2 separate regions of the Sus scrofa genome follow, and region 1 is linked to region 2. Evidence: chromatin contacts called from public Hi-C data. All regions are on one chromosome and are shown on one strand. The core of a region is the stretch at or near the end of the contact, and the rest is flanking DNA. Distances in the headings are between cores, read along the strand shown.

The links. A called contact is a pair of places that touch in the nucleus more often than the background predicts.
Region 1: a Hi-C map of liver shows a contact between it and region 2, with 9 times the contacts expected there. The contact joins the promoter of EIF3E here to the promoter of EMC2 in region 2. A contact is called at or near these places in 1 of 5 promoter capture datasets (liver), 8 of 47 Hi-C or Micro-C datasets (blood, embryonic fibroblasts, fibroblasts and 4 more) and 2 of 2 datasets of contacts at active chromatin or transcription factors (alveolar macrophages and skeletal muscle).

The regions. Positions count from the first base shown.
Region 1 is chr4:29,284,886-29,291,307 of Sscrofa11.1, forward strand. EIF3E (eukaryotic translation initiation factor 3 subunit E) reads left to right here and starts at 3,993. Exons shown (of 13, transcript XM_021089027.1): 1 at 3,993-4,536. The coding sequence starts at 4,447.
Region 2 is chr4:29,074,557-29,080,937 of Sscrofa11.1, forward strand. It overlaps EMC2 (ER membrane protein complex subunit 2), which reads right to left and starts at 4,489. Exons shown (of 13, transcript XR_002343156.1): 1 at 4,434-4,489. LOC110260238 (a long non-coding RNA gene) reads left to right here and starts at 4,661. Exons shown (of 6, transcript XR_002343159.1): 1 at 4,661-4,726.

The DNA.
Region 1 (6,422 bases), core at 2,743-5,242, 210 kb after region 2:
CTTTTAAAAGCCTAACTCTAGGGGAGTTCCCACCGTGGCACAGCGGAAATGAACTGACTAGGAACCATGAGGTTGTGGGTTCGATTCCTGGCCTTGCTCAGTGGGTTAAGGATCCGGCATTGCTGTGGCTGTGGTGTAGGCTGGTGGCTACAGCTTTGATTAGACCCCTAGCCTGGGAACCTCCACATGCCATGGGTGTGGCCCTAAAAAGACAGAAAGACAATAAAATAAAATAAAATAAAATAAAATAAAATAAAATAAAATAAAATAAAATAAAAAAATAAAAGCCGAACTCTAACTATATGCTTTATGTGCTCAAAGCCCTCCAATAGATTCCCACCGCTTTCAGAATAGAACCCAAAGTCTTTACTGTGGCCTCTCTGTCCCCCTCATCCCGCTCTGAATTCATCTTCTGCCACACTTCCTCTTGTTCAACCAACTACCGAATTTCAGGCCTCCTTGCTATTCAAACACACTTTTGCTTCTGTACCTTTATACTTAGGATTCACCTGCAGTTTTTCTCCTCTAGGCAGCCAGCCACAGGCATCTTCGCTTTCTTCAGATCTCTTTCCAAATTCTACTGTATCAGAGAGGCCTTTCCTGACCACCTTATATAAATTAGCAACTTTTCACCATCATTCTCTAACTTCTACCTTGTGTTTTGTTCTTCATAGCACTTATCACCACTGGATAAATTATGTATTTGTTAATATGTTTTTATCTGTCTCTCCCCACCGCTTGAATATAAGCTTCTTCTTCTTTACGCCCATGGCATGTGGAAGTTCCTGGGCCAGGGGCTGAACCCACACCATAGCAGTGGCCTGAGCCACAGTAGTGACAATGCTGTATACTCAACCCACTGAGCCATGAGGGAACTCCAGTATAAGTGCTTAGAGAAGCCACTGTGTTTTCTTCTCTGCTGTATTCCTAGGACCTAGAACAGTGCCCAGCACTTTGTAAGTATTCAATTTATATTGAATGAATGAAGGAATAATTGCTACATATTAGAGTGAAACTCCTGTGGCCTGAGATTAGCTCTCAAGAGATTACATACTCCATTAACACTTAGCTTAGTACCTTACATATGGTAAAAGTTCAAATGTTAATCAAATTGAACTTCATCTTATTTCTGTTTATCAAAGATGCTCTCTGTTCCTTTTTGGCATGTTTCCATACTTCCAGCTGCTTCCTTCCTTTGCTGCAGCTTATTTCTGCTGGAAGCCTCAGTGCCTGCTGTTTCTCTAAGATCCTCTTTTCCTGTCTATATTCTATTACAACTTTAGTCTCTGGGATTCCAGGAAACTTCATATTACAACTATTACTTCTCAACTCTCAGAAGGTACGAAGACTATCCCCTACAATATAGCAGCTTATACTACATTTATTCTCTGCTTCATGGAAATTCAGCTTTGCTTTCCTAATAATACTGTAATGGCAGTATGGCGGAGATCATACTCCCAAATCCTTAAAAAAAGCTGGTACAAGGTTACACACACAAAAAGTTTTTAATAATATTATCAACTGATCCAGAATAGTATCTCCATTTGCATACCAGATAGCATCACTTAGATATGTAATATGGATCTTATTCTGTCTGAAGCAGAATTTCTGATTTTAGGACTCATAAATATTCCTTTGCCATTCTCTCACACACACACCCCTTTTACTAGTCACCAGTAGGTAACCAATTTTGTTAAGCTCAAAAGTCTAAGAATCATTTTTTAAATTACAGTTTTATTCTGAGATTAATAGGTTCACTTGCTGTTGTAAGAAATAGTACAGGAAGATCCCATGTATCTGAGTAAAGGTAACTTTATTCAGTTTCCTCCAGTGGTAACATCTTGCAAAATTATAGCATACTCTGGGAGTTCCTCAAATGATTAAACACAGTTACCATATAACTCAGCACTTCTACCTCTGAATATAGATGCAAGAGAACTGAAAATATATTTTTACATAAAAATGAGTACATTAATGTTTATTAACAGCATTATTTATAGCAGCCAACAAGTGGAAACAATCCAAATGTCCATCAGTGGATGGATGCATAAATCATATATTCTATATCCTTATAACAGAATATTATTCAAACATAAGAATGAATGACATCCTGATACATGCTACAACTTGGATCGACCTTGAAAACATTATGTAAAGTGAAAAAATTCAGACACAAAAGGCCATATATTTTCTTATTCCATTCATATGAAAGTCCTGAATAGGAAAATTGACCGAGGCATAAAGTAGATTAGTGGTTGCTTAGGGCTGTGGTAGAATGAGAAAGAGAAGATGGAGAAGATGAGGTATGAGAGATTATGCGTCCAGATGACCTAGGACTTTTTAGACTATTTTAAAACCTATACAATTTGCCCTGAGATAACAAGGTGTGGACGGTTTTGAGCATAATTTGGCTTTTATAAGACAGTCTGGCTGTTGCATGGAGAATAAACCACAGGAGGAAAAGAGGGGAAACAAGGTGATTAGTGGAGAGGCTATCCCAAAAATCAAAGCAAGAGATAATGGTGGTTTGGCATAAGAATTAACTTTGTGGGTGGTATGAATTGATTGGCTCTGGATTTGCTTTTTTTTTTTTTTTTTTTTTTTTTGTCTTTTTAGGGCCACGCCTGCAGCATATGGAGGTTCCCAGGCTAGGGGTTGAACCAGAGCTGTAGCTTCTGGCCACAACCACAGTCAGAGCAACATCAAATCCAAACCGTGTCTGCGACCTACACCATGGCATATGGCAACGCCAGATCATCGATTTGCTTCAAAGGTAGAACCAGATGATTTGCTGGTAGAGTCAATGTAAAGTATGAGAAAGAGAAAAACCGAAGATGATTTGAAGATTTTGGGTCTGAACAACCAGATGGATGGAGGTGACATTCACTGAGGTGGAGAAGGGTGCAAAAAGGAGCATTATTTGGACATGTTAATGTTTAGGATGTTGCATATATGGGCACCTGCTATTGACCAATAGTCTGTGTTTGGGTGTTGTCAATGTGAAGACTGCACCTAAAGCCATTAGGTTGAATGAGGTCACTTGGGACATTTGCCTAGATAGCAAAGAGGTCCAAGATCCCAAGGCAGTCCAAAATGAAGAGGCCTGAGAGATGACAAGGAACTAGCAAAGGAGATGAGTACTCAGAATAAAACCTGTAAACCTTACCTTATTATGACCTGACCTATCTCAATGTCTTTAACCCACTCTTCAGTCCAGTAGGATACTCAGTTTTTGAAACACACCAAGTCCTTTTCTGTCTTATGGCCTTTGTCTTTGCTGTGCCTTTCACCAGGCATGTTTTCCAGGCTCTAATTTTGGTCACCTGCTTCTCTTACCACAACTCGCAGCTAAATTATATACCTCAATTTTCTTTTGTTGAAAATTAATCAGTTGACCTAAGAAAGAAGTGGAAAACTTTATCCGAGCCAAATTTGGGGATTATAACCCAGGAGGAGCATCTCAGAAAGCTCTGAGAACTGTTTCACTGGTTAGAAATCAAGGCACAGTTATGTAAATTTTTTGAGACAGGGCTGTAACATCAAATGATGTATTATTGACAGTTTATATAATCCAGATCTAAGCATCATTCTCGTGGGTCATGTGACCCCTTTCAAAATTGAGAAGGAATGTTATCTTTTAAGGAATTGTCCTATTGATGCTAGGAAAATATTGTTTTTTATGCTTGGGCTGGTATCCTGCCGATGGGAGAGGTTTAGTTGATGCATAATGCAGGCATACAATGCACAGTAGCAGGAGAAAGAAGGCCAAAGGTCAGATAACTTTTTAATGTTTAAATTTTTATCTTGCCATAAAACAGTGAATTTTATTTTACATTCTAAATTTCCTAATAAAAAAGTCCCAACCAGCATCCTCCACCTACGACAAGTTATGGATCTTACTATAATCTGTAATTACTTCATTTGCTTTTTGTCCAGAAACCCGTCCCGCTTTAACACACAAAACCGTAACTATATGCCAAATACAAGTTCAGCTATTCCTCCCTGTATGTAACTTTCAGAAGAGCAGAGACCTCATGATCTTATCCCGTGCCACATCTCCAATACAAAGACATTGCCTCAGCAGTCAATTCTAAGTCTTCAGTACCGGTTAGCTGAACACATTGCAGGAGTTTGACAAACTTTCAAGAAGCAATCTTTTCGCGCTCTGATCCGTCCGGAACTGCGCAGAGGGAGGAGGGGAAGGCAGGAGGGAAGCTAAGACCTCGCGCATGCGCAATGTTCTCTGAGCGCCGGCGGTTGAACCCCGCCCCTTTCCTTTGGCGGCTTTAACCAAAGCACATGCGTAGTACCAGGCCTCTCTGAATCCCGCCCCTTTCCCGTGGATCGGTTAACCAGTGCATTTGCGCAGTTCGGGGCTTGTCTGTTCGTTTGTCGGCGCTATCAATAAAGTTTAAGCGAGGGCACACTTTCTTTTTTCTTGCCAAGATGGCCGAGTACGACTTGACTACTCGTATCGCGCACTTTTTGGATCGGCATCTAGTCTTTCCGTTGCTTGAGTTTCTCTCCGTAAAGGAGGTAAGTGGGCCTTGAGAGCGAGGAAGTCTTGGGAGCCCGTGAGATGCGGAGTAAGGCCGACAGGCGGTGGCGGTAGCCCTAGGCCTGACACACGTGTGAGGCGGCCCTGAGTTGGTCCCGAGTGGAGCAGTAAGGACCCTGCCTTACTGGTAGTTTAGCGTCGTCCCCGTTGATTAGCACTGCGGAGTTCGTCCGTGAGTAGGGGTGTGGTGACAGTTTGAAGCTCAGGGGAGAAAGGGAGGGGTTTCTACTTCACTTCTGGAGGTGCCATTGCCTCAGGACTTCCGCGTCATTCTCGGAAGTTGACGATTGGCTGGCTTCGCTGTAGTAATGCCTGAGCTTAATTTAAATTCAGGCCGTTTTCTAAAAGCAAATTGGACTGTTAGAGATTTTAATTTTTCCTTTGGGCTCTGTAGAAAGGGTGGCCTTCACTTTGTGGTTTTGCCTGGAAGACGGTTTGGAATGATTTTCTTAACCTTAGATATGTAGACGCCTAGTTTCCGCAAAGTTCTGAGTTCTTTGCATTGAGTTTCGGTAGCCAGTCACATCTAGAAGCTTATATTTCGTCAGATGGGGAGGTGAGCTCAAAAATAACAACCTGATAATTTTTAAATCAAGTTGTTCTTCGGTGTATAGATGTACAGACTTCGAATGATTTAAATTGGTCGTTAACCTTCACTTGGCTACTCAAGGTATCTTGAAAAAGTATGTGGTTCTGGTAACTCATTTTAAAATGTCTCAGTCCTAAAAGTTTTGAAATGTGAGGTTTAGTAACATCTTAGGGTTTTTTTTTTTTTTTTTTTGGAAATTGGTCCATTGTAATAGTTATAATAAAGTAATATTGTGATGAAGCAGTTAAAATATTGGATAAAAAGTAAGTGCATTCTGTTTCTGGAAGCAGATTAAAACCTAAGTCTACTGGATTTGGGGAATAGATTTTGTGTGTCTCAAGAGCAATAAAACAGAAAAGCCCTACAAATAAACATTAAATTGTTCAGATAACTTTGCAAATCTTCCTGATGGTTATGTATCATTGGACAGGCATGATCCTCAAATTTATAGGAACCTTTTCGGAATACAGACAACTCTATAAAGTTGTTGATATTAGGGAACCGCCAAGTTTATTTTCAATAAATGTATAAGAATGTCTTGCAATATAAAGCTTTATCTTGAAAGGATATATTTTTGTCTTGATGTTTCTTTTATAGGACATACTTACATCTATATTATGGAGTTTAGATAAAACAGCCCAATCTGCCTTGTTTCCTTTTTTGGATAATAAAGGATAATTCACCAAAGATCAAGGAATAAGAAAAAAATCCTCCTCTGAAATCCTTTACCAGCTCCTTGTAAAAATGCTTCTAAATTAGCCAAACTTGGCATTTTCGTAGTGTCTTTATACTTGATTTTCAGAGCAGACAGAGGAAAGGGAGGACTATGTAAGTGTAAATTGGTTTTTCCTAGGGTAAGACCAAAACTATGAACAGCTGAGAATCCGTGGGATGTAAATGCCCCTTACCTGTTTCCTTGGAGAGAATGTTGGTAAGATGGCTGTAATACACCAAGGGGAAGACAGATGCTAGAGTATTTATCAGTTACTAAGTATAGGACTGCCGTGGAATGGTGAGAAATTGAAGATAAAATCCATACAGTTCATCACTAAAAAATATCTTATCCTTTGGAGGGAATAGAGATCTGCAGTTATAATACAGTGTAATAAATGTCAGAGAAATTCTGGCAGAGTGCTATCAAAATTGAAGAGATACTATTCAGTGGGCAAAAAGGACTTTGAGTTTTTCTGGGATAGAGTAGGTACTCCTAAATGTTTTCAGTTAGGAGGCTAGGCCATCATATATGAGAGGGGAAGACTCAGGGTTTTGAAAGTG
Region 2 (6,381 bases), core at 3,239-5,738:
ACAGCCACAGCAGCACCAGATCCAAGCCTTGTCTGTGACCTACACCACAGCGCACAGCAATGCAGTATCCTTTACCCATGGAGTGAGGCCAGGGATCAAACCTGTGTCCCCATGGATGCTAGTCAGATTCGTTTCTACTGAGCCACGACAGGAACTTCCATTCCACTTTTTTTAGAGCTCTTTGAAGACGATGAGACCTGTGAACCAACTTTTCCTGGAAATACGTACATGTTTAAAAACACACTCAATTTTGCATACTATTTCAGGAAATACACAGACCACATAATAATACTTACGCCTGCATCCATCAGGAGTTGATCTCAGGATTAATCACCACTATTAACAGATTAAGGCTAAGGAAAGAACCACTAGGGACATAAAAAATTAAGGAGTTGGGAGTTCCCGTCGTGGCGCAGTGATTAATGAATCCGACTAGGAACCACAGGTTTCGGTTCGATCCCTGCCCTTGCTGAGTGGGTTAACGATCCGGTGTTGCCATGAGCTGCGGTGTAGTTCGCAGGTGCGGCTCGGATCCCACGTTGCTGTGGCTCTGGCATAGGCTGGCGGCTACAGCTCTGATTGGACCCCTAGCCTGGGAACCTCCATATGCCGCGGGAGCGGCCCAAGAAATAGCAAAAAGACAAAAAAAAATTAAGGAGTAAATGGATATAAAGCACTAAACCAAGCTGCGAAAAGTAATGAGAGCCTTAATGCTAAGAAACCAAGGAAAGGATTTTTCATAGCAGGAATATTCTACAATGACAAATGTACTATAGATATACAAAACTAATATTTTAGACCCAGCATTGGGTCTCCACAGAAAAGGAGATAAGCATGGAAACCAAACTGTGGTTGTTTGAAGGCCTGAACAAAAAGAGAAGTAGAGACAGTGAGCATATACAACTAAAATCTCCTCAAACATTTTTAATAAATATTTTTTTCAACAAATATTCACTTTATGCCTATTTTAGGCCAGGCATTGTGCTAGGCATCCTATCCATATCCTGTCCAAATAATATATTCTCAAGAAACTTGACTACACCCTCCTTCAACTCTCTTTCCCACCTCCAAACTCTTAATAACTCCTCTATTTAACAAACATCAGTAACTTTCAGCTGCCTAAGTAAACTACATACCTACTTTTTTTATAGAGCCCAATAAAAACTAAGAGTGTTAGACTTAGTATATAAGTTTTTTATAAGTATGTGATACATTTTCCTATCATAAGAATCATACTACTCTTGGAACTAACCATTTCCATGACTTTTTTTTTTTTTTTCTTTTTTTTCACCTGCACCAGCTGCACCTGTAGGTTCCTGGGCCAGGGATACAATTTGAGCCAAAGCTGTGACCTACCCAACAGCTACAGCAACATGGATCCTTAACCCACTATGTGGGATCAAACCAGTGCCTCCACAGAGATAAGCCAGATCGTTAACCCATGGCACCACAGCAGGAACACCCTTCCACGACGCCATTCAATGGAATTCTTAAAAGAACCTAGATCCAACTGACACTCCCTCCCCAAAATATCTAAACAAAAAAACTATTCCTAGAGTTCCCTCATGACTCAGTGGGTTAAGGATCTGGTGTTGTCACTGCTGTAGCTGTGGTTATAGCTGTGGTCGAGGTTTGATCCCTGGCCTGGTAAATTCCCTATGCCACGGGTGCAGCCAAAAAAAACAAAAAACCAAACAAAAACAAAACTATTCCTGAGGGTCTTCCCATCATCCTCTCTGAAAGAAAAATCTGCAATACTCTTTTCTTAAAAGTCTGCTAAGGAGTTCCCATTATGGCTCAGCAGAAATGAATCTGACTAGCATCCATGAGGATGCAAGTTTGATCCCTGGCCTCGCTTAGTGGGTTAAGGATCCAGCATTGCCATGAGCTTTGGTGTAGGGTGCAACTCAGATCTGGCATTGCTGTGGCTGTGGCATAGGTCAGCGGCTGCAGCTCTGATTGAACCCCTAGCCTGGGAACCTCCATATGCCTCGGGTGTGTCCTAAAAAGACAAAAAAAAAAAAAAAAAAATCCGCTAAAATAGGACTTTAATTCTACTCATTAATAACATTAATTCCAAAATAAGAAAACTATATCCTATTTGCTGAGTTGCCTAAGTCTAAGATACAAAAAAAAATTATTCCAACATTGAGAAAATGACTCACAGTCTTTTGTGAAGACTTATTACAGTTCATTTTTAATCCCACTAACAATTCATTCAGTCACCAGATTACTGAGTTTCTCCAATATGTCAGACATTAGAACAAGAGAGGCCTGGTCTCTCATGGCACTCTAGGAGAAACAAAATCTTTAAACTTAACACAACTGTACTTCAATAGTATGGACACACAATTAAAGAACCAGGGTTAAGTTTTGTTGCTTGTCTGTTTTTGTTGTATTTTTGTCTTTCTTTTTTTTTTTTTTTAATTTTGGTGGAAGGATGGGGAATGGCTGGGGGTAGGGTGGTCAAGAAAAGCTCTCTCAAGTATGTTACCTTTGCAGGAAATTCTGAGAAATGATAAAGTATAACGGGAAAAAAAGTAGAGCAAAGAGGGAAGAAAATTATCAAAAGGAATAACTTGTGTCCAATCCTAAGACAAAAGGAGCAGTGCATATTTAGGGAATTCAATAAAGGCCAGTACAACCACCTCATAGATAAGGGGAAGAGTAGCTTAAGATAAAGCTGGAGGCACAGGCAGGAGCCAGATCATCTTTTTATTCTTATTGTTTTGTTTTAGGGCCACAACCAAAACATATATAAGTTCCCAGGCTAGGGGTAGAATCAGAGGTACAGCTGCAGACCTATGCCACAGCTCACAGCATCGCTACACCCCGACCCACCGAGCGAGGCCAGGGATTGAACCTGCGTCCTCATGGACACTAGTTGGATTCATCTCTGTTGCACCACAATGGGAACTCCCCAGATCATCTTTTCATATGTACTTAGTTTAAAAGAACTTTAACATATGTTTTCCCTTTTGTTCCTCAACAAACTGTAAAGTAGTTATTAATCTAAATCTTTCAATTATGTTGCTCATTTTTAGAATTCCCACAGGGTAAGGTCACCCTGTGGTAGTTACACATTTATCCACTCATTGCCTAAGACTATACATGATACTATCATCCAAGAAACTTATACTGAACATACCTTCAAAATAGCACTTTCTAAAAAGCATAAAATATTTGAAACATTTTTAAGAGCATTAAAATATCAACCACATTATCATCCTGATACCCACCTTTTAAAACTACGTATTTACAAGTCTGTCTTTCTCCTAGACAGTGAACTCCCTGAAAGCAGGGACTGTGTGTTACTTAAATTGATATGCCCGAGATCTAGTACGGAACACAATGATTTTAATGTACAGGTAGAAACAGTGGGTTCACAGTATGGGAGAGGCCACAAAACCAATAATAAATCATTGAATTCAGTACCAGTGTAAAGGACTTTTACCTTTTCCTTTTCCCATCATTGTTTGCTACTTTGTACTCTGGAGAGATTTACTCACCATTGAACAATCAGTCCACGTGTTATCAGGTCATTGTTTAAATATCCCAACAATTAAGCTGTTAAAGTCTACTGTTAAATTTTAGAAATATACATTTCAATTACACAAATTTCATGCCTTAGAGAAACTCACGGCTCTTCTCTTAAGCATGCATGCCTCCCACTAAAATTCCTGCTCTTAGAGAACTGGTCCAGTTTGCTTCCAAATTTAAAGAACACATTCCATCTCAGATTAAACTAGAGTATGGAAAGAAAGTCCTTCATACTTCAGCACATGCCCCGAATAACCAGCTCTTTTCCTCTTCAGAAAAGGAATTACTAGTAAGAAACAAGAAGGAAGTAGTGTTGTGTGTGTAAATGTGTTTTGAGGAGAAATGGGACAGGGAATAATTAAAAAGGGGAGAAATCAGAAACCCAGGTTTTAAGAGAGAATGAAATGTAAACAACATGTAGAAGAATCAGCCATGTTCAAACGTTTCCAACACACCTTTACTGCAGAGAGTTGTAACCCTTAAACGGCACTTAAAAGGCTTTACAGGCCCTTTATTTTGGCGGCTGCAAAGACGCTTCAGCAGGCAACTACCCCGCCTCCTCCGCGCCCCCCAGCAGCCACAGGAATTGTGTGACAACCCCAGCCCGAGGTCCCTGCCGCCTAATAATGGAAGCTTCCCTGGGCCCCTGGACCTGCGCGGAAGTGGGACGGTCAGTCAGTCTACGGTAACCACAAGCGGTGGGAACACCGCAACCTCCAGCCGGTGGCCAGGCCAAGGAAGAGGTCAGCCTCCACTCCACCTCAGACACCACCTCAGCTCGGCCAGTCCAGTGCCGAAAAGACCCGAGAATCCAAGTCTCTTAGGACAACAGATATTCCCGAACCGCTTCCCACGGCTTTCGGTCTTTCAGCTCCCGCGTCGCCCGCAGTTACCTTCCCAAGTGACATCGTAAAGCTCCGAGACCTTCGCCATCTTCTCAGAACCTGGAGGCAGCGGAGTGAGAGGGCGGGGAGACGAGGTCACGTGACCTGCGACCGGGCGGTGGCAAATTTCGACACCATTTCTCATTGGTCGAGAGAGCTAAGGGGGAGGGATCCGCCGCGCATTGGCACGCGGGTCTGCGAAGGGGCCTTTGGAAAGGAGGGAGGGGCTAAATGGGCGGTGCGCTGCGCGCTCTGACTGTGATGACGCCAGGGCTGAGCCGCTGTAGACTGCTTGCGGTGAGGTGTGGGTTTTTACCATGAATCTTTAACAAATGCTAGGTCATTAATGTGTGCCGCTCCAGGTTTTTAATTTTTTTTCCTACGTTAAGTGTATTCATTCTCTTCCTGCTCCCTACTCAGTACCTTGTTCTCGTCATGACCCCCTGCGATGCAAAGTGCTGCGTGAATCCCTTGCCTGTCCCCAACTTTTCTTCTTTCGTGATGGGATTCACTTTCTCTTTCCTTTAATGTTAGGCTAGAATCATAACACTTCACAGAGTGTTCGTTAAATCTCTATGAGGAACTCAGCAGGATTCTTTTTTACATAATGCTTCTGTGGCCTGAGGACTTACGGTGTTCACGTGAATGGCTTCCTACCAACTTAAACCCTTAGTTAAAGCTCATCCTGGACCACTGCCTGCCTGCCACTCTAAATTTGAAACTGCATAAAAGCAGCCAGTATGTAAGTGCTTGTAAATAAATGAAGGACTGAATGTATGTACGAATGAAATGGTCACAGGCCCACAGTCTCTCCTCTTTAATCTCACGGGAGAGCCTCCAGGCTAATTGCTTTCTGGAATTTTTGGACTTTGTCTCCTAGAGCTAGGGAGAAATATCTGGGGTGGAAGTAAAAAATTAGAGAGTCTAAGGGTGTATTTAGTATTTGAAGCAATGAGAACATATTGTGGAGGGGGAATATGTAAAGTGAAGAAAGAAGGCTAAAAATCCCTGTGTAACAGGTATAGGTAAGGGTCAGTGAAGAAGAGGCAATCAAGATATAAGAAAGAAGGAAAACAGTCATATCCCCAAACCAAAGTAGGGTTTTTTTTAAAAAAGGAACTACCAGTGGTGGAACCTGCCCAAGGGAAGTTGTCTAAGGGTAGAAAAGACATGAATTTATAAACTTGGATAAAGTTCTGGATAAGCATCATTCTCTCCAGACTAGACAGTTTATAAAAACAAAACAAAAAACCCTTCGTGGAGTTTCCTAGTGGCCTAGTGATTAAGGATTTGGCATTGTCACTGCTATGGCTAGAGTTCCATGCCTGGCCTGGGCACTTATGTATGCTGCTGGTGCCACCAATAAATTAATTAACTAATTTTAAAACTCTCCATTCAAAAAATTAAAAACCCTCTACTTAGAAGTTCCCATATTCTGGAGTTCCCATCCTGGCTCCGTGGTTAACAAACGCTGGTAGTATCCATGAGGACTCGGATTCTATCCCTGGCCCTGCTCAGTGGGTTAAGGATCCGGTGTTGCTGTGAGCTGTGGTGTGGGCCATAGAAGCTAATTATATAGATATGAAAGAAAATATCTACCTTGAGTTTTCATCAAGATTAAAAGACACTTCGTGATGTTCTTATGGAGGTAACAGTCCTGCGGGTATAAATACTATTTATGTGCTGATGATAAAATCCAGCAGTCCTTAATTCTCTCCTGAAGCCCAGTTCTGCTTTCTTGACATACTCACTTAGATGCCTAATATGTATATCAAAGTTAACATCTCTCTAACAGAACTATGGATTTCTGCCGCACGTCCCCTGCTTGCTCTTCCCCATCACAACTGATCAAGCCATCCACCTAGTGGCACAAACTAAAATTCTAGGGTGTATAATTGATTCTTTTCTTTACCAACCCCACTTTTCCAGTCTATCTGCAAATTCTGTGTTTTATACT